Linked DNA regions of Mus musculus: all the other regions are linked to region 1. A link is a contact called in public Hi-C, HiChIP or PLAC-seq and promoter capture Hi-C data. All regions are on one chromosome and are shown on one strand. The core of a region is the stretch at or near the end of the contact, and the rest is flanking DNA. Distances in the headings are between cores, read along the strand shown. Region 1 holds the start of Bcl6 (B cell leukemia/lymphoma 6). Region 2 has its middle 61 kb from the start of Trp63. Region 3 has its middle 150 kb from the start of Trp63. Region 4 has its middle 130 kb from the start of Trp63. Region 5 has its middle 99 kb from the start of Trp63. Region 6 holds the start of Trp63 (transformation related protein 63). Region 7 has its middle 37 kb from the start of Tprg.

Region 1 (3,192 bases), core at 613-3,112:
GTTCACTGTTTCCGGCAGGGGTGGCCTCCAGCTCCCACTGCCCCCCAGGCAGCCCATTTCCTAGGTTCCAACTCTCAACCCACTCCCTCCCCGGGCCGCCGCCGCCGCTTTTCCCCATTCCTACTCCCTCCCTTGAGGAGAGCCACAGGTTGCAAATCCAACCAACCTCGCAATCTGTTTTTGCAAAATCACTCACAAAGATCTCCCTATCGCACCCGCTCCTCCCGTCCGGGGTCCCCCAGCAGGAATCACAAAGTACCCCTTCTTCCCTCCCTGATCTTGCAAATCAGGAACGCAGGCTGGGGCTCTGTTTTTCTTCCTTCTCCCAAAATAAGGACCTTGGGAATCTGAAGAGTGGCTATCGCTATACCCAGGGCCACTTTTTTTTTTTTTTTTTTTTTTAAACACAGCTTGCACCAAGGGGGAAAAATGAAATTAAATTTAGGAAAGGGAGGGAACTACCGCTGAGAGCCAACGCAGTCACGCAGCACCCAAAATACAAACACCGCGGCCGCCAGAAATCCCGCCACCTCTCCGGAGCTCCGGGCTGGCTGGCCAAGACCCCCCCGGGTCCCGCACGCTGAAAGCGCCGCAGGTGCAAAAAAAACAAAAAACAAAAAACAAAAAAACCGCGCACCCCTCTCCCACCCTCCCCCAAAATCCCTGTCCCGCCTTCAAGCCTCCTTCCTCGGGCTGGGCAGACCGAGCGCACCCGGGTTCCCGACTGCCTCGACTCCAACCAAGAAAGAGTAATTTTCAAAGTATTCAACGTCCCCGCCCCCCGTGCAAGCGAAGCCTTCCCAAAACACTGTCTCTCCTTGGGAAGATCACGGCTCTCAAAGGAAACTGCAGACACGATACTTCATCTGGCTTTATGACCAAAAAGAAAAGGGAAAATAAAACAACCAGCCGAGGAGTTGGCTTGCATTCCCCCCGCTGACTCCCGGCTCGGGTGCAAGGCAGGGACTGTGCGGGGCCGGGGCCGGGGCCGGGGCCGGTGGACGGCCGCCAACGCGGGCACCGGGAGAACTGAGCGGGGAGGGAGGCAGCGGCGGGGAAGGCAGTTTGCAAGCGAGCAGAGAAAGCAAGCCAAGCCGCGCGAAGCCGGCGGGGCCGCCGCGGTCCGCCCTCCCAGGCCGCGCAACCCAGCGCCCGCCGCCCCGCGCCCCTGCGTCTCCAAACACCGAAACAACACCGGGCAGGGCGGCACAGCCTCCCCGAGGCGGCCGAGGCGCTCCAAGACAGCAAAAAAAAAAAAAAAAAAAAAAAAAAAAGAAGAAGAAGAAGAAGAAGAAGAAGAAGAAGAAGAATACGTATGCGAAAAGCTAGATCCTACAGTGGGAGAGACGTGGGGCTGATCTTCGGCATTTATTTTAACACCTGACAGCTAGAATCAATAAATAGATACATTTATATCAATAGATACACATAGGAAACTTGGAGCCAAAGCATTTGGCAAAAGCGGAAAAAAAAAGAATTAAAAGGTAAAATAATGATCATGAGCAGCGGCGGCGGCAGCGGCACCAGCGGCAACAGCGGCGGCGGCGGCAGCGGCAGCGGCGGCGGCAGCAACAGCAATAATCACCTGGTGTCCGGCCTTTCCTAGAAACTTCTTGCATCACCACTTCTAAGAACCCCAGTTCTAAGAATCAACAGAGCTCAATTCTCGGAATTTGAGCTGCGGGCTTTACCATTGCTCCGCAGCAGGGGAGGACTCGGTGGCAGCGGCGCGCTCCGCAGCGCCCTCCCGGCCGGCAGAATGCCTCGGGGCCGCGCCGCTCGCCGCCCTATAGTGCGGATCGTGGTTCCCGCAGCACCGCCGCCCGGAACACCGGGGGTCCCGAGGCGGGCGCGCGCGGCTACAAGGCGACCCTCCCTGCCCCGGGCCACCGATGGAACCGCCCGCTCCGCCGCCGTCACGTGGGCTCCGTGACGTCGGCGTCTTCGCTGTAGCAAAGCTCGGCCTCTGGAATTCTGAGAACTAATTTGCTATTCGGTGACATAAGAGGGAGAGTGCGCTTTGCTTTCCCGGGGTCTGGGGCTAATTCTTCCTCTCCTACCCATAAACTCGGCTCCTCGAGCTAAATACACAAAAGGGAGCGAGAGAGTTGAGCCGTTAGAACAAGTGTGTTAGAGGCAGGTTTAGAGAGACGAGGGAGGGAGAAAACAATAAATACCACAGCTCCTTCCAGCTAGAGTATTAGGCACCACGAGAAAAATATTTGCCAAGCAGTTTTCGGTGGGTTCATTTGTTTTCTTTTTATTTGGGACAATTATGTTGGGGCGGGGGGGGGGTCCTTTGGGGATGGTGGCTTGGGATGCTCCTGTTGTATTTTAATGATTTAGGTGGGGTTTTTTTTCCGCTTCTGATTTTTGCCTTTTGCAAGTTTGTGGTGTTATGTAAATCGTCGGGACTGTCATTCGTTGGTTTTATTGTCTCCCTGCGTTCTCGCTTTCTCTCTCTCTCTCTCTCTATCTCTCTCTCTCTCTAAAGGTGCAATATTTCAACCTAATACCATTGACAGAAGCTTACATTTTTGGCCACATATGACAGCCCCAACCTCCAACACCACCACCGCTCCCCGCCCGCCCCCCCCGCCCGCCCCCCAGCCGCCCTTGGTACAATTTCCTTTTCCTCTTGGACTTTTGCTGAAGCTTTCCTGCACTTGAAAGAGATGTAAAAGGATTTGGATTGGTTTGGTTTGTTTCTTTCCAGGACAGCGAGTGGTGGGTTTACTCTGTTACTGTTGACTCTCAGGAAATTTCTTGATGCTAGAAATGTGTGTGTGGGTACGTGTAATGTTTGCCTGTTACAACATTCTGTGAAGCCAAATACATGTTTGTATTTTGCTATTTTCTTAAGGTCTTGAACATTCCCCCCACCCTTTTTTTTAAACCCCCACTGGGTTCGTTTCAAGGTCGTCGGGAGAAAGGAAAAAAAATCTCTTCAGTATGTGTTGAAGGGATCAGCCTGAGGGAATTCTAAAGGCCTGGCTGCCAGGATCACAGATACTGCGCGTATTGAGTACAGGCTGTGCTACACTAGGCGCACTGCTCGCAGCCGGGTCCTCTAGGCTTTGGAGCAGAGCTGAGGGGAGGAGAGGAGCGGAATCTTTCTTTCCCTTCTTTCTTCCTTTATTTTAAAAGGTGAATACAGGGCAGACTCCTTTCACGGTGGGCCCTGGGTTATGT
Region 2 (3,654 bases), core at 1,089-3,588, 1.6 Mb after region 1:
CACACCATCCATCGCACCTCTGGCTGCATCTATGACAATAGAAAGATCTGAAATATAATTAAACACTCAAGTGGATTATAAGTGGAGTGATTTGATTTTTTCCAATAATTTATTATTTATTCATGTTACATTCTCATACCCACCTTTCCTGTTAGTCTCCCCCACACATGGGCCCTCCCCAATCCTCTCCCTGCTTCTGCTCTGGTAAAAGGGAGACCCCCTTGGGTACTGTACCAACTCATCTTGGTGAATCACAGGAATGACTTGATTTTTAAGTACAAGCCCCAAATATATGATGTTTTAGTCAATGATAACCTAGAAGACATCAGAAGAGAAGGATTCTCAGTGTATGGACCTGACTAAAAACCATTATGACATCTTTCATGTGGAAGAAAATTTGAGGCAAGGAGCTGAAATGTGAGGCTAGATAGAGGCCTGGTTAACAGTTCTTGATGTCTGCTCAAGAAAGCCTGAGACAAACAATATGGAGATGAATATGAATATGAATATCTTTGTGTTGCACAGTGACCACCTCCATTAGAAATCACTTGCCACTAAACAAAGTGCTGACATCCTAGGCAGCTTCATGAAGCTTCACAGTTAGTTTTAGTTGGGGACAAAATGCGCATGACTCAAACGGACATTCTCACAGAGCTAAAAGCTATGCATTGGCTCAACAGCAGGCAAGTGCCCAGAGTTAAGCAAAGGAAAGATCATATCTGTGATGCTAACCAAAATTGGGCTCTTAACTCTCAAAAGGGATCAGTGATCTTGAGAAGCTTTTTGTTTCGAAATTAAATTTGTTTTATTCACTTATGCATAAAAACATATAATTTATATTTATTAATGGCATACCACATGGTGGTTCAATTCATATGTACATTATATAGTATTGAATTCAGGGTGAATAAATGTTTCTTCTCAAGCAATTGTCACTTTGTTTCAGTGAAAATTATCTTTTGTTTTTCAGACCATTATAACAAAATACTATGGACAGAATCGCTTATGCACAACAAGTTTATTTCTCACAAGTCTGGAAAAGAGGAAGACTATAGTGGGGTTACTGACAAGTTTGGTGTCAGCACATGGCTGCTGTCAGCACTAAACCAAGGGTAAGTCTAAGGAAGGAGATGAGTTTTGCTGTTGTTGGTTAGTTAGTTGGTTGGTAAAGTGCTTACTTCGCCAACATGAAGATTGTGTTCAATTCCCAGAATCCATACACAAATCGGAGTGGTCCTGTGCTTTTATAATCCCAGTGTAGAGACACATGAATCCAGAAATTTCTGACTAGACAGCCACACCTAATTGTCATGTGAGACCCTGTATCATAAACCCAAGTGAACTGCTCCTGAAGAGTGATACCTAAGATTATACTATGGCCTCCATATGCTTTTATTCTTTTGCAACCCCCTCCACATAAACACCAGACAGTGTTTTTTAAATGACTTATTAAAGTTGAGATTATAGGACATTACAGAATCAGATATAAAACAGTTATATATACAAGAAACTAAAGCTTGACATGACCATGATCACCGACTTGGAGTAATTGTAAACAAAAGTCAAGTCCAATCAAAGCAAAGACTTAATCTGGTGCAGCAGCAAGGACATTTTTATTTAACCTCTCAATGGCCTGTCTCAGGCAGTCAAGAATCCAATGGGTGGTATCACACTAAAGTTGAAAGGTCAAGAATTCTTTTCTGTTCAGAGTAACTAGAGTTTGGGGAACATCAGGTAAAGGGGCTGTTGAAAGTACATCTGGAAACTCCAGAACTGTTATTAAACTGTGCCTTTAATGTTAATAAGAAGAGTGGCAGAATAATCTGATGAAGAAAGCTAAAGTATGCAAGATTTCATAACAGTGAGCTGCGCCCAGGGCCTCTGGGAATTTTCTTCCTGTCTATCCAAAGCCCGGCTGCCTATCTGGAAATCAAGAGCCCCAGAGCCTCAGTCACCCACCAAGATCCACACAGCAAATGGGGCTGTTTCCTGTATTAACTATACTTTGCTACAACAAATGCACTCAGATGTGGTATTTTAATTGCTATTAAATAGATGTACTACTTAATTAAAGCAAAGGCTAATTAATTTTCTGAGTCATTGTTTGTGCAAAAGATGCTAAATTCCAGTCAAAACCAAATTAACTGAATAATATCCAATATTCAATTTGGTGCCGGTAGGAAGTCTTTTTTATTTTCATATTTAAATAGATAGTTTTACTAGAAATAGCCTAAGATAGAATGTTTAGATTCATTAAATGTCATCCTGGAGAGAGTCTTCGGAGAACTCATCCAAGCTTGTTCATTTTGTAAGTGAGAAACTGAAACCCAGGCAACCAAAAGCAGTTACCCTGGAACACCTCCCTTTCCTGTGCTCATTCTTCTATTCTTAGAAATGTTAGCTCTCTATGGGTCCTATAGCAGGACTACCAGAAGCAACAGAGAACCAGTAAAGCAGACAATTGCCAGAGCCAAAGTCACAGCTCTGGGCAAGGATGAGACCCCCAATTTCTACCCCAATAATCTCTTTACCATAACACAGCACAAACATCAAGTCTCAGGGCTTATGTGAGCCTATAGAAAAGTCATGATGTTTCTGAAACATTATGTTTCATTGATGTTAAACATTGTGGAGATTTCTTTTTCTATAGTTGGGGAAAGGTTGACTGTTGCAAAGGCTGACCTTCAATCTTTCTTGTGAGTACAGTCTATTCTAAGTGAACCTCATCATTTCGGACTACCCTCTTTTCAATCATGTCTGGTCTCTACCTCCCGACACAACTTTCATTCCTCAATATACTTCATGCATGTAGTTTTTGGATTCAATCTAGATACATTTCATGAAGAGCAGCTCAACTCTTTCTTAAGAAGTCTACTCACATACTTGGTGTTTCTATAGAAATGACCGCCATGATTTCCAAAGGCCCTGGAATCTGACAGATTCGCAAGGATTGAGGATGTAGACTTTGACTAATGTTTCTCAAGCAATGAAGGGTCACATAGATTGTTTGTCATTAGAGGGAAGATGGTAATACGTCCCAGTTTCCACTTTGCTTCAGAGACAAGAATTCAACACAGCCTTCTGTGTTACAAAAGGACAATGGTCCAGTTCCTCCTGATGATACTTTTAGGTTCTTTTCCACTTTACTGAAGATGTTAGTCAGGTAGGAGGGACCATGCTTGATGATTATGTTTTACGTGCTCCTTCTCTGAATGTTTTATTGCTATGCATTCTCAGAGTTTGTATTGTTTTGCCTTTGGCTTGTTCTATGAGTTCTGATTCTGTCTTATGCTTCTGACTAAATCTACAAATCTGTCTAAATTCTACTCTACATTGTCACTTTTTTTTTCTTTCTAAACTAAGGCCCTGGAGAAACTAATGATGAGCTGCTGTTAAAAGCTTCTAGATATATCTCTATTAATCCATAGAGGAAGGAAGGCCAGTGTGGTCCTGTTGAGGCTAGCTCAGAGCCAGCATTCTGTTTTCTTGTCATGAACTTAGCCAAGGTGAAGAAACCATCCCTCTCCTGAAATGGCTGTCTCAGTGCAATGCATCCTGAACAGTGAGTGAATTATAGGTTGTACATAAACCCTGCCAGGCCCTGGGGAATGAAAGGGTAGTGCCAAATTTTCCCTTCAGTACATGTGTGACTCC
Region 3 (3,249 bases), core at 601-3,100, 1.5 Mb after region 1:
ATTCTAAGGTTGATACTACTCAAACATAGGTATCTATGCCTGCTGAATCCTTCACCAAGTCAATAATTGTACTTCGAGTAACAGTTGACATGAGGCATGCTAAATATCAGAATAAAGAGACTTTATAATGGTTCAGTGGCTAGCTGAAATTTCTACTTTGGTAGAAACTGCTTTCTTTCTCTGAATTGCATTTTTTTTTCTAAAACTCCACCTAGGTATGGAATTTTCACATTGCCATGAACCAGTTTTACTATGAAAGTTAGTCAAGTGTAGCCATGCTATAGATAGCAGTTGCTTAGATGAAATCAAAGAAGGAAACCTACCTACAACATCTAAGGTAGCTGTGGAATTCTGTCTTTCTCCACTATGACTGATTTTATTTGAGATGTTCCTCTGTCATGTCACTGTACCCACGTTGCTATTGAGGTTTGTGTGTGTGTGTGTGTGTGTGTGTGTGTGTGTGTTGCACTCCCCAGTGGTACACATTGACAGGCAAGCCAGCATGAGAAATATAATACCAGAAATGTGCTTCCACACATGAATGCGAAACTTAAAAGGAGCTTGACAGAGCTGCTTCGCCACTGATCGGCCCATTTTCTCTCAAACTGGCTGAGTGTTGTTGATACTTTTCGTTTCGGTGTATCTCAGTTGCCTCTTATCCACCAATGATGAAGTCCTCGAGCAAAGGAGAGTCCTCATTTCTGAGAGTCTACCAGAAGTATAGAACTGATCAAATTAGGTAATATAATATGAGTGCCTTACCCTAGGAGGAAACTACAATAGCCTGTGGTGATCAGAAAATGAACAGATATGTAGCCTAGTCAATATGTAATGGGAGAGCTCTCATTTAAGTTGTATTGGTGAAAATGGAGTTATGTTTGAATGAAACATGGAGAACTAGGATAGCAGCACTAAGTTATCAAGGTTTGAAAGGCATGTGTGTATGTGGGGGCAGGTTTGCATAAATAACATAGTCCACAAAGTGGGAAAACAATATACCCAGGCTGGTTGATGAAGTCAGATTACAGAGCGCCTTGGGCCCCGGTGTTTAAACAGAGAGACGGGTGAGAGGCAACAAGAGCCAGAGTGTGTCTGAACTTCAGGAATGTCAAGTGAATAGAAAGGAGCACAAGCCTATGAAATAGTCCAGAGAGTAGATAATAAAGGATGCCAGGTATTGTGGAACACACTTTTAATCCCAGCATTTAGGAGGTAAAAGCATTTGGAACTGAAGGTCTACCTTACATATACAGTGAGTTCAAGGTCAGCCTAAGCTCCACAAGAGCCTGTTTCTTCCCAAGTCAATGAAAAAATGTTAATGTCTATGTCCAAGTACATGATATAATTTACTTAGAGATATAAATTTCATTGGGTTATATCTACCACAGGAGCAGGATGTCTCAGACTTTGTCATTGATCAGCTGTAGGAGTCATGAAGGGAAAACAGGATGATAGAGTCAAGTTATAAAGGCATGTAGCCTGACTTAGAAAGCCACAGAGGTCATTGTGATCTGAGGTGTGGGTCTAGTTGACCTTCATGGATACAGCTGAGAGTTAATTAAACTAGCAAGACACGAGCTGCAACTCCAACTCTGTGTTTTCTTTCTGAGTTGATGATTCACTGTTGCTATTGAGAGGTGAGTTGGGCCATGGGTGAACAGGAGCAGTCGGCAGTGAAGACTGAAGGGCAAAGAAGCAGGAAGATTTCCTTGAACTCTGCTTGCACTGAAAACCCTGAGCAGAAGCCCAAACTTGTGGCTTTCTTGGATCTCTTCAGATCAGAGAGCTGCCCATTCCAAAGCCACAGCACTTCTTTTGCGTCTCAGTTACACCACAGGCATCTGACTCATAGGATAGTCAGCCATAGAGGTCAGTCCTGCCTTAAAGCAAGTCTGGAGTGGAGCACTCCTCGGCTTCAGTTTACCTTCTGTTTAAATAGGTCTTGGTCATGGCACTGTTACATTGAAAGGGTGGGCTTATCTTTGTGTTGTATATAATCAATCCTTTATGAACTATAAACCCATAGATCATTATTGCCCTTATTGTAGAGAGTGCAAAGAATAAGTGTATATAAGGGAACAGGTCCCTCAAAAAGAAGAACCGTTCTCAGAACGAGCCGAACGAAGCTTTTAGAGGTTACAGACACAGTGTCCAGGTCAAACCTCCGACTTCCTATTAAGCCTTTATTCCTTTTTACCATCCAAATTAATTACTTCCTTACGCTTCATATTTTAAACAACCTCAAAAATGATATACTATCTGGTAGAGGAAGGTCCTATTTCTTTCCTTTCAGTTTTAAATCCAGGTTTAAAGACCCTTTGGAAAACTTGGCAGCCACTTTGGAAATGGGCGTGAGCTTACAGGACAGCATCAAGGCTGAATTCAGTACAAGAGCACTGAGCTGTTTCATTTGCTGAAGCTTCTGGTAGGTGTTCTAAGAGATCAAGTGTTAAATCAGGGGGTCCCTGTCTGCTGGCACTGCCCAGTTCCAGACAGGGAAAAAGACAGTCAAACAACTAGGGCAAAACCAAATGAGATTAAGAAGACATTTTCGGCTTCATTCACTTTCTGGATGAATAAAATACTGGGCCTCCAGAGTTTGGCAGCCCTCATGACATGTTAGGAGAGAAGAAAAGAGAGCTACTTCTAAATGGGCCATTTCCCCATAGTGCCAGTGAGCTTAGAAACTTTACAAAGAAAAATGGGACAAGTCTTTCTCACTCTCATTAAGCACCCTCAAACACCAGTAGCCTTAACAGGAGACTCCAGGAGAGGCAGATGGAAGTGCCCTGACCCAGCACACTCAGGACAAGAAACTGCAGGGATTGGGGGTCATTGCCAAGTGGTGAGATGAACCTGATAGGGTTCCTAAATAACAGCATGCCCTCAGCTGCAGGCCTGACTTCATGCTATTCCAGTCGTGTGACCTGTCTCCTCCAGGGATCTAAGATAACACTTATCACAGCCGGCTTTGGGATCCGGTTGCTTGAATGTGTCCCTGCTTTCAGCACTGAATATGAGAGCAATGACCATGACTTACTCAACTCTGTGCCCCAGAACACTTGGCATCAGCCCTGGTCCTCGGCAGATGCCCAGAAAGTGTGCAGAGCTGGTTGGAATTTTGGCAGGGCTTCCTGCTTCTCATGGGTAAACCCCATGGGTCTTCTTGTCTGATTTGCAAAGGATAAAACATTTCATTTATTAGAAAACTGGGATCTGATTTTTGAGACCCTGATTCTAAAAGAAAAT
Region 4 (3,421 bases), core at 443-2,942, 1.6 Mb after region 1:
GGAGATATCAGCATTCTTCCTTTATTTTTACTTCCTTACTGAACAACAGGAATATTTTTACTAAGCATGGAATCCTCAGTGTGTTTTATTATATTATATTTTATTATCTTATTAAGCAAACATTCAGATATTTAGCCATAAAACATTTTGCCTGAAACATGGGATCAAGCACAGAGAGTCAAAGTCATTTAATTTATGACCCTGTATATTACAAGTACCATGAGTTGAATGATATGACTGTTATAGGTATTGCCCCCAGATCCAGTGAGCTGGCAAGTGGTGCATTCTGGATATGGCTTAGGACATGTTAGATTTGGTGCCCAAATATGACTGCTATCATTCATTTCTTTTCCTTTTCAGAGATTTCAGCGAAAAGTATACTCACCAAAGATGCACCAGGCAGATGGAAAAGGAAGTGTTGATATTAACTCAACAGGAATCCAACAGCTTAGTCTGCTATGAAGTAGGTTTGGAGGTTACATTTTAGACCTGAGGCTTTAGGGAATGTAGGAGATGGAGGGTTTTTTCCCATAATAATTTTATCAACTGTTTGGGAATTTCACATTGTGATCTCTGAGCTCCCTCACATCCCTGTTCTGCTAGGTCTGCTTCCCAGTTCCAAATCCACCACCCACCACAAGAAGAAAAACAAAACAAAAAGAAGGAAGAGGAGGAGGAGGAGGAGGAGGAGGAGGAGGAGGAGGAGGAGGAGGAGGACAAGGAGGACAAGGAGGATGAGGAGGAGAAGGTCCCATTTGTGCTGCTCTGATTCACTGGAACAAGATCAAACTCCCAATGGCTTGCTGCTTAAGGAAAACTGAGTCCTTTCCCACCCACACCTCCATGAGAAGCCATCAATTCTTGAGAGCTCCACTTGAACATTGTTATCATAATTTTTAAGACTTCTCTTCAATGGCTTTATGTCTAGACTTTTATTTTGTGGGGTCAGGTCAGGGTAGGGGTTGTCACAGGACATTCTCTCTCTGTGTGTCTCTCTCTGTCTCTCTGTCTCTGTCTCTGTCGTGAGTCTGCAAGTTGTCATTACCATGGCAAGAGTACCTTCCTTTACAGTAAATGGGAGCATGGATCATGACCTTGTTTTTGGTGACAGTATGGAGTATGAACATGGCATTGACCTCAACATGGTCTTCTATGGCAGTACAGACCATGGACATCAACCAGATCTTCTGGTGCTGCACAAGCCGTGGATACCATCTCTGTCCTTGGAGCACAGGGCAAAGACATTCAGGTAGCCTTCAGGTATGGACGTCAACACAGACCCAAGGTGCTATAGGACCATGAACCCAGACATGGCTCTTGGTGACAGCATGGGCCTGGACATCACTATGGTCCCAGGTGGCAGTGAAGGTCAACCATATCAATATGACCCCCCAGAAGCAGCACAGCCCAGATACATCAACATAACTTGAGGCTGCAGCACAAACCGTGGACATCCAAATGATCTTCAGTGGTAACACAGGCCACAGACACCAACACAGGCCCCTATGACTCAAGGTTTTACATAGGGAGGACTCAACATTTACTCGGCTAGTGTTTAGCTTAACCAGAGCCCAAGGGTCAGCTTTTCAAGCAGAGACATTGCCACTGTGCCCAAAGAAGCCTATGTTTCAACCAAGGAGATTTATATTCTTGCTCCCTGGGAAGGATGTGGTCAGGCCAAATAGATGGAACAGTGTGATTAAAGGAAGGAAGTAGTGTGCCTTGCTACGGACCGAGGAACACAAGAATCCACAGACACGGGTATGGGGTGTGTTCGTTGGTTATTTATAGAGGAAGAAATTAGAGTTCTGGGAGGTCAAATACCTGATCACAATCACAGGCCTAGGAAATATGCTTCAGAGGCAAGAATGCTGACTTGGCAATCTTCATATTTAATCCAGACAAGTAAGAGGCTCTGTCTTAAAATCAAAAAAACAGTCAACAAAGAAAGAGACCAAACAAACAAAACCCAAATAGAAACAAAAGGCAAGATGGAGAGCTCGTGAAGTCCAGTGCCCAAGCTTTGGCCTCCACGTGTGCATGCATACACAAGCATGCATGCACGCACACACAAACACACACACACACACACACACACACACACACACATGCTCTCTCTATATAGTCTATCTATCAGGATATCAAAGCAACTAGACTTTAAAAACTAACGTCTTTGTGAATTATTTTGTCTACTGCTCCTGCTACACAGCTCCTCTGGGCAAGCTCTTCAGCAGTAAATGCAGTAGTGAGAAGACAAAGCTGGAAAGGACAGCATTTCACAAAGCGGTAGACGACACCTTTATTGAATTCTGTAAGAAAGTCATTTCAGTTTAGATTTACTAAAAACAACAGTAACTGGTTTGAAATCCCAGTGTGATATGAAGGTCATAAGAAGAAGCAAATAAACTACTCATCCTTAGCAAAGTCAAGAGATTGTCTGTTGGAAATCTGAGACATTTTGCCACTTGACAAGTAAAAATATATATATCATGCCAGGCCCATAGGGAGAAGATGCAGGAGTCAAGTCCTTGCGAGCAGCAAGTTGGATTTGACCTACATGTGAGACTTGCGTAGAGAAAAAGAGATGGTTGAACTCAGATGTCTCTCAGGGTCAGAAGTGGAGAACTGAGTGGCTCATGTCAAAGATGTCAAACTCCACTTCAGAAGCAGGGAAAGGGCTTTGAAGAAGGGCCATTGATCGGGTGGCCTCTATGACCACAAAGTGACTCTCAGAGATCCAGCCGCAGTGTGGAGAAAAAGAGTGGCAAAGGAGACTGGAAAGATCTTTGATGAGTCTGCAGTGTGGACATGAGTGACATTTGCTGTGGTCACCCTTCTGATGAATAATGTCTATAAATGCTTAATTCTTAGAAAAACCTCAATTTGCATTTCTAGAATTAGAATGCAGCCCTTATTTTTAAATCTATTTACCCCTGTCTTTTCTTAATCACAGGATGGATGGATGTATATGTAAAGCTATATTTTTGTGGAGTAAGATTATAGCTCATATTTAATAGTATTTTAGGTTGAATATCATATAATAAGCATTTCTATACACATAAATCAAATACAATTTTTTCCTAAGTGACTATAATAGTAAACCATATATTTTTTAATTTTGTAAAATCTATTTTCTATATGTGACTAAACTGTCACTCTCTTCAGACACAAGAGGAGAGAGCATCATGGAGTCCCATTACAGATGATTGCGAGCCATCATGTGGTTGTGGAAGAGTAGTCAGTGGTCTTAACCACTGAGCCATCTCTCCAGCCCCAGTAGACTATATTTTTAAAACTGGGAAATATAAAGGAATGAGGATCTGGGCAGTGGTGGCACACACCTTTAATCCCAGCACTTGGGAGGCAGAGGCAGGCAGATTTCTGAGTTCTAGGCCAGCCTGGTCTACAAAGTGAGTGCCAG
Region 5 (3,308 bases), core at 209-2,708, 1.6 Mb after region 1:
CTAATATTCTGTTGTCTGTGAATCTTATTCTTTGGATGTGCAAGACAAGAACCTAAAAATCACTGGCTCTGGGTGGCTTTGGTCGTCCAGTGTTTTCTGGGTTCATAGCACTTCAAGCTGGGAAAGGTTCTATACCTAAATACAACTCAGTAGTCATATTTCACTATGCAAATATAAAAACCCCACCCCTGCTTCTCTAGAAAAGCCTGATGGCACTGACAGGAAACTTCTCCCAAAGCAAAGAAGGAAGCCTCTGTACCAAAGCCAAGTGAAGGTCATTGAAACCCAAGAAAACAGCTCTAGAAGGGCATTCAAACCCACCCCCCCCTCGACCCACAGAAGATCCACACATTACATACTTACTTTCTCGTTGCCCAAGACACTGCCACTCCAGAAGCATTCCTCTACAAGCATTCTCCCAAGAGAAACAAGTTTGCCCATTGTACCATCATTCAAGTTCCCAGTGACCTCCAAGTCAGCCAAGAAGCAGATAGAAGATGACATATTTGTGTCTAGTATGGATGCCAAACCCAACAAACACCAGATCAGACAGGGTTTGAAGAAATTCAATGACATTGATATGGTCAACTCAATCTGTTCATGTCTGATGGAAAGAGGGGGGCTGTATTTCAGCTGACTCCTGATTATGATGCTTTGTACGTTGACAACAAAATTTGGATCATCTAAACTGAGTCCAGCTGGCTACTTTTAAACATACATGCTTCATTGAAAAAAACAAAACCAAGCAAACAAACAAACAAAATATAGAAATTGAAGTAGTGGAATGTGAAGTCACCAAGATTTAAAAACTGTACATATCATATCCATAATCAACTTATGGTGAATCTTATTTTCCTAAAGGGCAGCTACTATCTTACGAGAAGCTTCTGTGTAAATAGCCCTTCTTGAAGAAAGGAGCCACATGCACTGTTCTTGCTTATAAATAACCCAGAGACTATGTTCCCAAACTCTGCTAATCAAAGCAATAAGGAAAGAGTTCTCAATCTTCATTCCAGGAGTGACTTGGACTCAATGTTCTTGAGAAAGAAAAGTAGATTCTCGCCTGCAGGCTCTTGTGTTTAACCCAGCTGCAGGGGAGCACGTGCAGATTTGAACTGCCCCACCCAGACTGGAGCAGCCAAGCTCCCTCAGAGCTCATACTTTGCAAGGAACGCTTCTGGGGGAAATCCTACAGAGCATAGCTTGGGCCCAAATAGTCCTACTAAGCTTCTGGCTATTCATTTGGGCACAGATGAAAATGTGCTCTGATGGTACAGGGAAGATTCCCGTGTTGGTCGTTAAACCCAAGCCACCCACGGATTTGAGGAAATATACATGATTATATAGTTTCATACTGAGCACTGAGATTTTTGAAATCCAGTTGCTTTGAGCCCCGTGATCTGCAGAAAGCAAACCCAGTCTTCTTCATGTCCCTGGGAGCACGAGTGCGGGTGTTTGCTTTGCATTAGCATGTCAAGCTGTGCATACCTTTCTGAGGCGAGGTCTGGGTGTAATGGGGTGTGTCCCGGAGGAAGTCAACGTTCAGAGATTTATTTTTTTTTGTGTGTGAGCTATTCACTTTAATTATACCCATGCTGTTCGCTCGCTTTTTATTATTACTCTTATTCACTTTCATATCCCCTTCCCTTGGCTAAACACACAGAAAAGATTCATTTATTATGTGAAGAGACTCAAATTTATGGAGCCCTTTTAGTTTGCAAGGAGGCTGGAGACTCCATTGTGAAAGCAGTGTCGCGATTCTCAGGGAACATGGGCTCTGATCTTGCCTCCAGCTCCGGACAAAGGCACCAAAGCAATGTTCAGGCACTAAAAACACATGCCACTGACTTGAGTGGTGGCAGATAAACCACGGCAGAAGAGGGGAGCTGGAGGCAGGCGCAAGACCAGAGGAATGTGACTAGCAGTGCATATGTCTCTGTTCAGTTCTAAATTGTTAAGCAGAATGACAGCACATGCATTGACATCCCGAGAACAGCAGCTGTCAAAACTGTCAGACAGCACGAGATTGATTCCCTTCAATTACTTGTTGAACCAAGAAGTTAGAGAGATGGCAAAGCTCCACGAGGTCATCTAACTTAAGTTTTTCTGCCTGGGAAAATTGCTTTGTCAAAAATCAATGTGTGAGGGCAAACTAGAGCTTTATTGTTATTTTGAGCTGACATAAAAGGTATGGTGGATCAGTATTCATCCATTCAACCCATCCTTTCACCAATTTGCCAATAGTCTTCCTACCCTGCACTCACTCCATGTCAGACTCTTTATGTCCTTAGGATACACAGATGCACTTAAGCACTAAATGATGGATACCGTCACTGGATAGCTATGTGCTGGGGTCTGATATGAAGCAATAGAAAGATGGCCACGACTCACAGGGTTGAAAGCAGACACTATGCCCAAAGATAAAGCTACTGCATCTTAAAAGATGAGCAAGGAGATGTTTCCAGTTCCTTTCTCAGACAATTGTTGCCCTCTTGTTGCCTTTAAACCAGTGCAGAGTTGCTAGCATCTCCCTCTCATTTTCCAGAGATAGAGCAACCCTGGAGAAGTAACCCAGCTTCGTCACAGCTACATAAGAAACCTGAGAATTTGTACATTTTAAATTTTCACACTTTCACTAAATCTAGAGAGAGTGGTGTAATCTACAGCTATATTCAGACAAGAGAGGGACCAGCAGAAGCCTTGACTTCAGGCACCACACAGCAAGATCCGCACCTTGACAGCCTTCCAGGTTTTAATCATGCTTTTTGAAGAACTGTAACATCTTTGAGTTGTTTTACTTGGTACGTGATTAAAATATTCTGTGTAAGTAGAACATGGTGACTCACATTTTGTTAGGGTTGCAGAGCACAACTAGCTACAGAGTCTTCAAGAAGGATGAGAAATAACCCATAATTCTGTTCTCTCCTGTTTTCCCTCCCTACTCCCCCAACACTGTGTGTGTGTGTTTCAAAACGTGACCCCAGAAAGAAAGAACAAGTTTAGGATGTGATTCTAACATAGCATTGCATTTCTCAATTCCTATCATTTCTTTAAGCCGTTACCTCAACTCCTTTGGCAGTAAAATCGGGAAGATCAGCAACTACTTTGTCCACAGAGCATTAAATTTGATTAATATCAGCCCCTTAGCCGAACATCACTTTAAATTGATCTGAAAAGACAGAATTCATCATTAGAGTGCCATAAGAGTCTCAGAAACCCAGTGGACAAGCACCTCCTGACCAGAGGTTTGCAGATTTTACCTTGCATCAAAACCAGCAGAAAGGCTTCAAGAAACTCGTTTCAGGCCC
Region 6 (3,636 bases), core at 579-3,078, 1.7 Mb after region 1:
TATAACAACTGCTGATATAATGGCATATGCTCTAAATTATTTTAAACTTAAACCTTTTAAATTAAATTCTAAAACTTGTAAGTGAAAATATGTATGAAGAGTACTTGAAGACTGGTTATGTGGAAGTCCATGACGTTGAACCATGATATAAATTACTTTGACAAGTTCTTTCTTCTTTTCAGCAAGCACTTAATTATAAATACAAGGCGAAAGGTGAGCTCAGAACTTACCACTTCAGATCTGGTACTTGGGCCAGCCATCCTGGCAGAGTCATCCCAGGGTTAGAAATGGAATCTCAAACCCCACCCTGGAAATAACCAACCAGATTTTGCATGGACAAGAATTTCAAGTGACTCGCGGGTTTATTAAAATTTAAGACAGTCTCCACTAGAAATCCTAGTCCTAGTCTTTCTTAATTTTTCACGATTGAGGACTGAACGCAGGGCAGGGCCTTTTCCACACTAAACATGTGCTTTGGCATTAACTCTATTACCCCCTCCCATTCTTGTGTTCTGGGGGACAGCTTAAGCTGCCTTTGGCTAGGAGATCATTCTTTCTATGCCTTCAGAGATTCATCTCACAACTAAGAGTAGACAGGCCCTGTGTGATGAAACTCCCCCAAGTCCATGGCCATAGGAAATTGATTATTCTCAATTTAAGAACTTTATAATCAGGTCATCTGTATTTGCTCAGAGGAAGAAAGCCAAACACTTGATTCCAATGAGCAAATCTATAATTAATTAGTGAAACGATCTTTGCTCAAGTTTAACATTTTTTTTTAGAGCAAGCTGTCAGATTTGGCTGGAGCGCAGGCCGGCATGTGTGTGAGTTTCACAATTCACAGATGTTAGACACGCTCAGTCTGAGTTAAGAAAGAGAATGTCAAGTTTTAAATAGCTTCTCCCTGGCTGGAACAACAAATAAAACATCTTTATGAACACATTTTGAAGCAGAATTTCTTACAGGAAAATGTCAGATTTCTCTTCAGCTTGTCTCACAACTTTGACATTTTCTGATGTCACTAGTTTGCAGGTGTCTATGGCTGTGGCATGAATGGAGATATGTACGTAACATGTCAGTGACACTTGGGCACACAGCTCTAGTTCCCTCTTGGACTCTATTCTAATTTAGCTTCTGAATCATATTTCATTCAATTTCTAAATCCACAGAACCAGGATTGGTTTACAGCCTACATTCAGAAAGGAAACAAATTCATTATCATGGAGACTTTGCCTGATAATATATAATTCTTTACAATATAAAGAATGTCAGATTTTATAGTAAAGTAGGTAGAAGGAGACTAAAAAAAGTTAAAAGTGAGGCATAATAGAATGAGACAGAATGATAAGAGTTTGAAATAAACTTTATTTTTCCCCATTGACAGGCCATCTAAAATAATTCTAAATAAATATGAAAACAATAAAACAATTAGGAAACATTGTAAAAGAATATTAACTCCTATTTTTATATCACATAAAAATCCTATTACTTATATCTGTATGGTTAAAAAAAATCACTGCAGGCTATTTTCTTTTATTTGGGACAGAAACTATTTCTAAATACATATACATGATCTCTCTCTCTCTCTCTCTCTCTCTCTCTCTCTCTCTCTCTCTCTCTCTCTCTCTCTCTCTCTCTCTCTCTCTCTCTCTCTCTCTCTCGTTGAAATGAAGAGTGAGTTCTAGGTTAAATATAATCAAGGAATTTCCCTGTCTTTGCTATTTGAGATTGTGACCACAACAGGCGGTTGGCTGAAAGGGAGGCAGAAGGGGGTGGGGGTGGGGCAGGGAGAAGCCGAGAAAAAAAAAAGTCTCCTAAGCGTCTCTGCAAAACATTGTAGCCACAGCAGAACTGACAGGAGCTCTCAAATCAAGTCAGAATACAGATACAAGGAGATGTTATTCAGTTGGAGCAAGGGGGACATTTATTAGCTCAGTGACAAGTCCTGGCTTCTGTGATTAAACTCTGATGCCATTCATACCAGCACCCAATCCCAAGCAAGATCAGAAGTTCAGAGATGCCTACAAATTGCCAACAAGTGTGGCCACTCTACGTCAAGGGCTCTAAAACTGTGGCAGAGAGGAAGAACAGCTTTACAGGGGGTGCCCAGCTGGTAAGAATTGACGGTTTATGATGCTCTGGTTACTTGAAGACTCTCATTGGCTGAAAGGAAGAAACGCCCCGCCTCTTTGCAAATCTGAGTAAAGGGGGGAAGTGTCTAAACTTCTATGTCTGATGGCATTTGACCCTATTGCTTTCAGCCTCCTGGCTACATACCTAGATATTCTCAGGTGTATATGTATATTTTATAGAATTGCTTCCCATCTGTTGGTATCAAAGAGAGTTGAAGGAAATGAATTTTGAAACTTCACGGTGTGCCACCCTACAGTACTGCCCCGACCCTTACATCCAGCGGTGAGTTTAAATCTGACCTGGCGTCTGTCAAAACTGAACTGGTGTGCCTGGTGTATTCTGAGTGTTTCTGCTGTGTACTGAAGAAGCCCTCCTTGTTTAGCGAGCATAATAATACTACTTTGGACTTTGTATGGACTTAAAGTGGTTTGTAGATATCTTTTCTACAGTTATCTTATACTTTATTTCTTGAGTTACTAAGTGACAAAGTTTGAAGACATCCATGTTTTTAAATTTGTCACACTATTGTACTCTATAAGGAGAGAGAGTGGGGGAGAGAGAGAGAGAGAGAGAGAGAGAGAGAGAGAGAGAGAGCATGTAGCTCGGGTAGAAGATGTGGGAGGGTCAGGGAGATGTTGGAGGTTGGAGGAGGGGGATGAGATTATCAAAGAATTAATTAAAATATTACTTAAGATTGTCACACCATTTTAAAATGTTAAAAAATTTTAAAATGTACCACGTGCCATGCTCAGTCCCACCCACCAAAGAAAAAGAAATTTCATTGGACAGGGATATAATAATCTATTGGGCAATTTTCAAGTCAAAATAAACATTGGAAATTTTGATTTTTGTCTTAAAACTAAATAGCCATTGTTATGTGAAGCAGATTGTGGCTTGTCATTTTAGCTCTAAAGAATATTTTCTCTTTGATTTGTTTCAAAACAAACATCATCTTTTGACAAATATGACTTCCTAAAACCTGTGATGAAACTGAATTTTGTTTGTGTTTGTAGAAAAATATTTACCTTGCACTGAGAAGGAGTATTAGCAAGAGTTCACAATAGTGTGCCTCTGTCGGGGGAAGAGACTGTTTCAAATTAGAGTTTGCTATTTTTAAACTGGTAAATGAAATCCGAAGAGCGTTTCCCGTGTAAAGTTATGGGAGACATTCACACCATACAAAGCACTGTGATGTTGTTAATTTAACGGCATGAGATTTGAATCTGGAATTTGGTACTTTGTAAGACTTAGGAAAACGGCATGGTTAGAAAGGGGTTAAAGTGACACTTGCCACCTGTGCCTACTGGAGGCTCACACTAGAATCTGAGCCCTGGCTCTGGGCAGGACTAGGTTACCATAGCATTGCCTTGGATTGTGAAAGGCTATTTATTTTCACCAGTATAATTCACTCTCTTGTTGGCCTGACTCTTCCTCTTCCTGTGAGGTTTCTGGTGGGAAAAACAGACGAGGAAAGATACATGAAATGGAGAATACAGAAAGAGA
Region 7 (3,588 bases), core at 244-2,743, 1.3 Mb after region 1:
CAATAATTCTCCCAAGCAGAACAAAGTCCTTATAGCTAAAATGTTCTTGGTGATTCTGGTTTCTCCTTCAAACTTCATGTAAGTGTGAATTAACTCTACTGTAGAGAATGGTCTGAAAATGAAGGTCTAGAGGAGAGGAGGTAGGTGTGGCGCCTCTGAGGTGGTACACTTTCAGATCACTCATGGCTCTTAAGAGTGTTCTGTATCGTGTCCAAGTCTAACAGTAAGACAGCTCTTAAAAAAATAGGTCAGTTTTGTGCTTGTCTTTCATTTTACCTGCTCTGGTCCATGGTCCCTCTAGCCAGTGACATTCCTGAGCAGAAGAGAAGAGAGTGCATAGCAGTGCCATAAAATGACCCAGGAAGTTTGTACACTGTGGACAGTCAACCTCGAGCTGATCGATGTTCAGTGCAAGCCCTTCAGTGAGACACTGTTGTGTTGTGACTACTCTTGTGACTTGTGACAAGTTGCCTTCTCCTCTTTAATTTCCATTTCTCCAAGTGCAACGTGGAATTTCCATCATATGCCCCATGGTTCTCCGTGGTTCTGGTGGGATTTGAGGAGCGTGAATTACAAACTGGTATCCCGGAGCCATCCAGTCTAACGCAAGCTTTACTTTGCTCTGGGAGTAAACCTTAAGAAAAGGTCAGTTTTGCAGACGTCTTGAGGTTGTGTTCCAACGTCCTCGTTAAATAACCGAAGTCCAGACTGGCAGGCCCAGGGGAATATTTAATCAAGTAAAAAAAAAAAAGGCCAAGTCATTACTGGAACTCCGTCATCAGACCTGTAAACACAAGCATTTATTTGTGGGTGTCATGAGAAAGTGTGTTCACTTGTAATACTCTCTCCTGTACAGGTTCTACTTGTCAAATGTGTATGACTCTTCTGATAATTCAGAAGAGTGGAGAGAGCAAGACGAAAGGAAAGAGAGAAAATTACAACTGTAAACAGACTCTGGACAGCGAAGGATCAAAACAGCCTCTGGCTTGACTGGATGAGTCATAGCTATAGTCAGACCACAAATAGAAGCATAGCTTCTCTGTTGAAGGGCAGTCTTCCTGTCTGGAGAGGAAACCCAGCTCTGATTGGAGATAGTAGTTTTTGCAGACTTCAAAGCATCGCAAGCAACTGAACAGACAAGAGAAAGGGTTGGTAAACAGCGTTCCAGGTGCTACTCTGGAGAACCAGCCGCACAGCTCTGATTTGAAGCTATGTAGACATACTTTCATCGGAAGCCAAAAGCTGGTGGTTTGTTTGTATGCTTGGTTTGTTTTTTTCTTCTGCTTCTTTCTATAGTATTACTCCCTTCTAGCATCTGCATCTAATTTCATCTCAAGTAATGCAAGTTGTTCCTCCAGGCTCACACTCCAGGGCACAGAGAGAGATTGGCAAAGGGCCATCTAAGGAGGTAGGAGGAAGGCAAGGGCACGTGTTTTGAAACTACGAGGAAGGTGATGCTTTCAACAGGGCAAGTCTGAGACTGAGAGGGTGTGGCAGAACAGAGGAACATTCTAGTGGTTCCTACTAGGTAGACAAGCCAGTTTGGCCTCCTGAATTTAGACTTTAACACTGAGTCTGGGTATAGCTTAAAATTTAGTGTATATGTGAGGAAGAAGAACATGGAAAATTGGAATGAACGAATGGGACCCGGTGTCGGAGCCTGAGTGCCATTAAAGGTCTGGACTCTGTATGCTGTGGAAACAGGGAGGCAAGAAACAGAGACTACGGAAAGATGGGAACTCCAACCATGGGAGGTAGAATGAAGCAAGCTCAGGAAGGCCAACTACATCTGCTGTCACTTGGATGCTTGTCCAGCACAACGTAAGCCCCTGAACTTAGAAAGCACATAGGAGAGACGATGACATCGATAGATCTAATCGCTGGAGGATAGCAACATAAAATGTTTTTTACCAGTACATGTTTTGGTGTGTGTTAAGGTCATTGAGCTGAGTAGATGGGACCTGGAAAACTATATAGTCAGGTGATTGAAAATGACAAATGCATAATTTCCATTTGATAGACATAGGGGACAGGCAGTGAGGGAAAAGTTACCTGCACCATGTGTTTGACATTGGTGGTTTTGACTGACACAGGTTCACTACTTGCTCCACATTTCCTTTCCAACCTACGCTAGTAGCTTTTCTATCTGCTGTGATAAAATTCCCAGCTAAAGTGACCTACAGAGGAAGTATGAATTTAGACCTAAAGTTCCAGAGTACACAGGCCATGGTGGCAGGGTAGGTGCAGGAGGCGATGCGTCCTATTACATCTGTAATCAGGAAGCAGGCATAATGAAAGATGTTCAACCTCACTTTCTCATTTCATTCAAATCGAAACCCCAGCCCATAGAATCATACCTTCCACTTTCAGGGTGTCTTTTTCCACCTCAATGAACCAAATCTAGACTTATTTAAAGGATCGTTTCCATACCGACTCAAGTTCTGGTCGAATTGACATTTGGTGTTAGCTATCACACAGCTTTGATTTCACCCTGAGTCTTGGCCCTTGGGATCCCTGCAACACTGAACTTCTGTCAGGCAGCTGTGCCCTGGCTTCCTGTCTGAGGGTGGGTGAGTCACCTGTTCCCACTGGGTCCTGCATTCCTCATGTGTGAAATGAGGATGGGACAACAGTCTAGCTGTATGTCTGGAACAAGAAGCACCTGTTGCCAGCATTCTCTTTAATAAGCAAGCAAGCAAACAAACAAAGCCAGCCAATGAATCCTTCCTGTCATCATCCATGTCTTACAGATGGCCTAATAGATGATACATTAAATGATACATAATGCTCAAAAGGCCATAGGGTAACGTGTCCTGCTGACAGGCTCAGCCACCTCACTTTTAGCACCATTCCTTCTACTCCAAGCAGGTGATACTGATGTCTAGAAGTAAACAAAGAAATGTGCTCAGCTTCCCGAGATTTCTCTTTTTAATTATTTTTATTTATGTACCTATTGAGCTGTGTGGACTGCATGCACGCAAGTGCCTATTGAGGTCAGAAGTGAGCATCAGATCCCACAGAGCCAGATGCAGAGGCAGTTGTGAGCTGTCTAAAACGGTGGCCGGGAACTGAATTCAGGTCCTCTGGAAATGCAGTGAGTTTTCCTAAGCCCTGAGCAGTCCCTTCATTCCTGCTGTAATTTTTATTGAATACACCAAGCTTTCATTAGTTCTTCTTCATAAAGCCAGACCAACAGCAAGGGAATCATTTTAATGGGGTCACTGCAACATTTTAGAAGTTGGATTCATTCTGTTTAAAACCACTTCCTTTCATTGGGATGCACGCAGCTGCCACGCTTCCTTCTGTGGGCAGAACTTCATGGCCAGCTGCAGGAGGTTATGCACTTGGATGCAGTAAGCCGACGGACAAAGCAACTCCACATTCTTTTCGTAAAACTTTGCGTCTCTCTGGCCATTCGAGGACAAGAATCCGGGGCCAAAAGGGACCCTGAGCTCATGTATGCCATCACCCTGAACTCACGTAGTCCAACAGCTATGCAGAGGTTTTAACGGTTTTCTTGAATTAAGATATCACTTCAGGATCCTGGACTTGTAGTTGTCCGTTTCCTCGTGACCGCTCCAGCTGCTT

The links. Promoter capture Hi-C pulls out the DNA fragments that hold promoters and counts their contacts. HiChIP or PLAC-seq counts read pairs in DNA pulled down with a chosen protein or histone mark. Hi-C and Micro-C count contacts between places; a contact is called where the count stands out from the background.
Region 2: a contact with region 1 is called in a Hi-C map of cortical neurons, with 4 times the contacts expected there. The contact joins the enhancer-like site here to the promoter of Bcl6 in region 1. A contact is called at or near these places in 6 of 39 promoter capture datasets (the 3T3-L1 cell line, embryonic stem cells, hippocampal neurons and 2 more), 1 of 484 Hi-C or Micro-C datasets (cortical neurons) and 3 of 115 datasets of contacts at active chromatin or transcription factors (astrocytes, embryonic forebrain and forebrain).
Region 3: a contact with region 1 is called in a promoter capture Hi-C map of 3T3-L1-derived adipocytes, with 6 times the contacts expected there. The contact joins the enhancer-like site here to the promoter of Bcl6 in region 1. A contact is called at or near these places in 7 of 39 promoter capture datasets (the 3T3-L1 cell line, 3T3-L1-derived adipocytes, the C10 cell line and 3 more), 1 of 484 Hi-C or Micro-C datasets (muscle stem cells), 6 of 115 datasets of contacts at active chromatin or transcription factors (the NIH/3T3 cell line, acute myeloid leukemia, astrocytes and 3 more) and 1 of 9 other capture datasets (embryonic stem cells).
Region 4: a contact with region 1 is called in a RAD21 HiChIP or PLAC-seq map of pro-B cells, with 5 times the contacts expected there. The contact joins the enhancer-like site here to the promoter of Bcl6 in region 1. A contact is called at or near these places in 1 of 39 promoter capture datasets (hippocampal neurons), 2 of 15 datasets of contacts at CTCF or cohesin (large pre-B cells and pro-B cells), 1 of 115 datasets of contacts at active chromatin or transcription factors (large pre-B cells) and 1 of 9 other capture datasets (embryonic stem cells).
Region 5: a promoter capture Hi-C map of embryonic stem cells shows a contact between it and region 1, with 11 times the contacts expected there. The contact joins the enhancer-like site here to the promoter of Bcl6 in region 1. A contact is called at or near these places in 5 of 39 promoter capture datasets (the 3T3-L1 cell line, embryonic stem cells, hippocampal neurons and 1 more), 1 of 484 Hi-C or Micro-C datasets (cerebral cortex), 7 of 115 datasets of contacts at active chromatin or transcription factors (SST interneurons, astrocytes, embryonic forebrain and 4 more) and 1 of 9 other capture datasets (embryonic stem cells).
Region 6: an H3K27ac HiChIP or PLAC-seq map of cardiomyocytes shows a contact between it and region 1, with 4 times the contacts expected there. The contact joins the promoter of Trp63 here to the promoter of Bcl6 in region 1. A contact is called at or near these places in 4 of 39 promoter capture datasets (the 3T3-L1 cell line, embryonic stem cells, hippocampal neurons and 1 more) and 4 of 115 datasets of contacts at active chromatin or transcription factors (cardiomyocytes, embryonic forebrain, forebrain and 1 more).
Region 7: a Hi-C map of bone marrow-derived macrophages shows a contact between it and region 1, with 19 read pairs. The contact joins the enhancer-like site here to the promoter of Bcl6 in region 1. A contact is called at or near these places in 12 of 39 promoter capture datasets (the C10 cell line, the HPC-7 cell line, cranial neural crest and 8 more), 2 of 15 datasets of contacts at CTCF or cohesin (the NIH/3T3 cell line and pro-B cells), 33 of 484 Hi-C or Micro-C datasets (3T3-L1-derived adipocytes, B cells, the C2C12 cell line and 25 more) and 23 of 115 datasets of contacts at active chromatin or transcription factors (the 230-238 cell line, the NIH/3T3 cell line, VIP interneurons and 15 more).

Annotation. Positions count from the first base shown.
Region 1 is chr16:23,986,990-23,990,181 of GRCm38.p6, forward strand. Bcl6 (B cell leukemia/lymphoma 6) reads right to left here and starts at 1,863. Exons shown (of 10, transcript NM_009744.4): 1 at 1,586-1,863. Gm31527 (a long non-coding RNA gene) reads left to right here and starts at 1,278. Exons shown (of 2, transcript XR_384770.3): 1 at 1,278-2,239.
Region 2 is chr16:25,620,508-25,624,161 of GRCm38.p6, forward strand. No RefSeq gene overlaps it. Among named protein-coding and RNA genes, the nearest start is that of Trp63, 61 kb to the right of the region's middle. Within about 2 kb of position 2,339, at least 5 of the 459 cell types and tissues checked have an H3K27ac peak or open chromatin away from gene starts, as enhancers often do. A contact at or near this core is called in cortical neurons, where this site is marked.
Region 3 is chr16:25,530,336-25,533,584 of GRCm38.p6, forward strand. No RefSeq gene overlaps it. Among named protein-coding and RNA genes, the nearest start is that of Trp63, 150 kb to the right of the region's middle. Within about 2 kb of position 1,851, at least 86 of the 459 cell types and tissues checked have an H3K27ac peak or open chromatin away from gene starts, as enhancers often do. A contact at or near this core is called in 3T3-L1-derived adipocytes, the NIH/3T3 cell line, astrocytes and 1 more, where this site is marked.
Region 4 is chr16:25,548,034-25,551,454 of GRCm38.p6, forward strand. No RefSeq gene overlaps it. Among named protein-coding and RNA genes, the nearest start is that of Trp63, 130 kb to the right of the region's middle. Within about 2 kb of position 1,693, at least 4 of the 459 cell types and tissues checked have an H3K27ac peak or open chromatin away from gene starts, as enhancers often do. A contact at or near this core is called in pro-B cells, where this site is marked.
Region 5 is chr16:25,583,408-25,586,715 of GRCm38.p6, forward strand. No RefSeq gene overlaps it. Among named protein-coding and RNA genes, the nearest start is that of Trp63, 99 kb to the right of the region's middle. Within about 2 kb of position 1,459, at least 37 of the 459 cell types and tissues checked have an H3K27ac peak or open chromatin away from gene starts, as enhancers often do. A contact at or near this core is called in embryonic stem cells and pancreatic cancer cells, where this site is marked.
Region 6 is chr16:25,681,937-25,685,572 of GRCm38.p6, forward strand. Trp63 (transformation related protein 63) reads left to right here and starts at 1,829. Exons shown (of 14, transcript NM_001127259.1): 1 at 1,829-2,415. The coding sequence starts at 2,354.
Region 7 is chr16:25,247,973-25,251,560 of GRCm38.p6, forward strand. No RefSeq gene overlaps it. Among named protein-coding and RNA genes, the nearest start is that of Tprg, 37 kb to the right of the region's middle. Within about 2 kb of position 1,494, at least 81 of the 459 cell types and tissues checked have an H3K27ac peak or open chromatin away from gene starts, as enhancers often do. A contact at or near this core is called in the 230-238 cell line, B cells, the C2C12 cell line and 11 more, where this site is marked.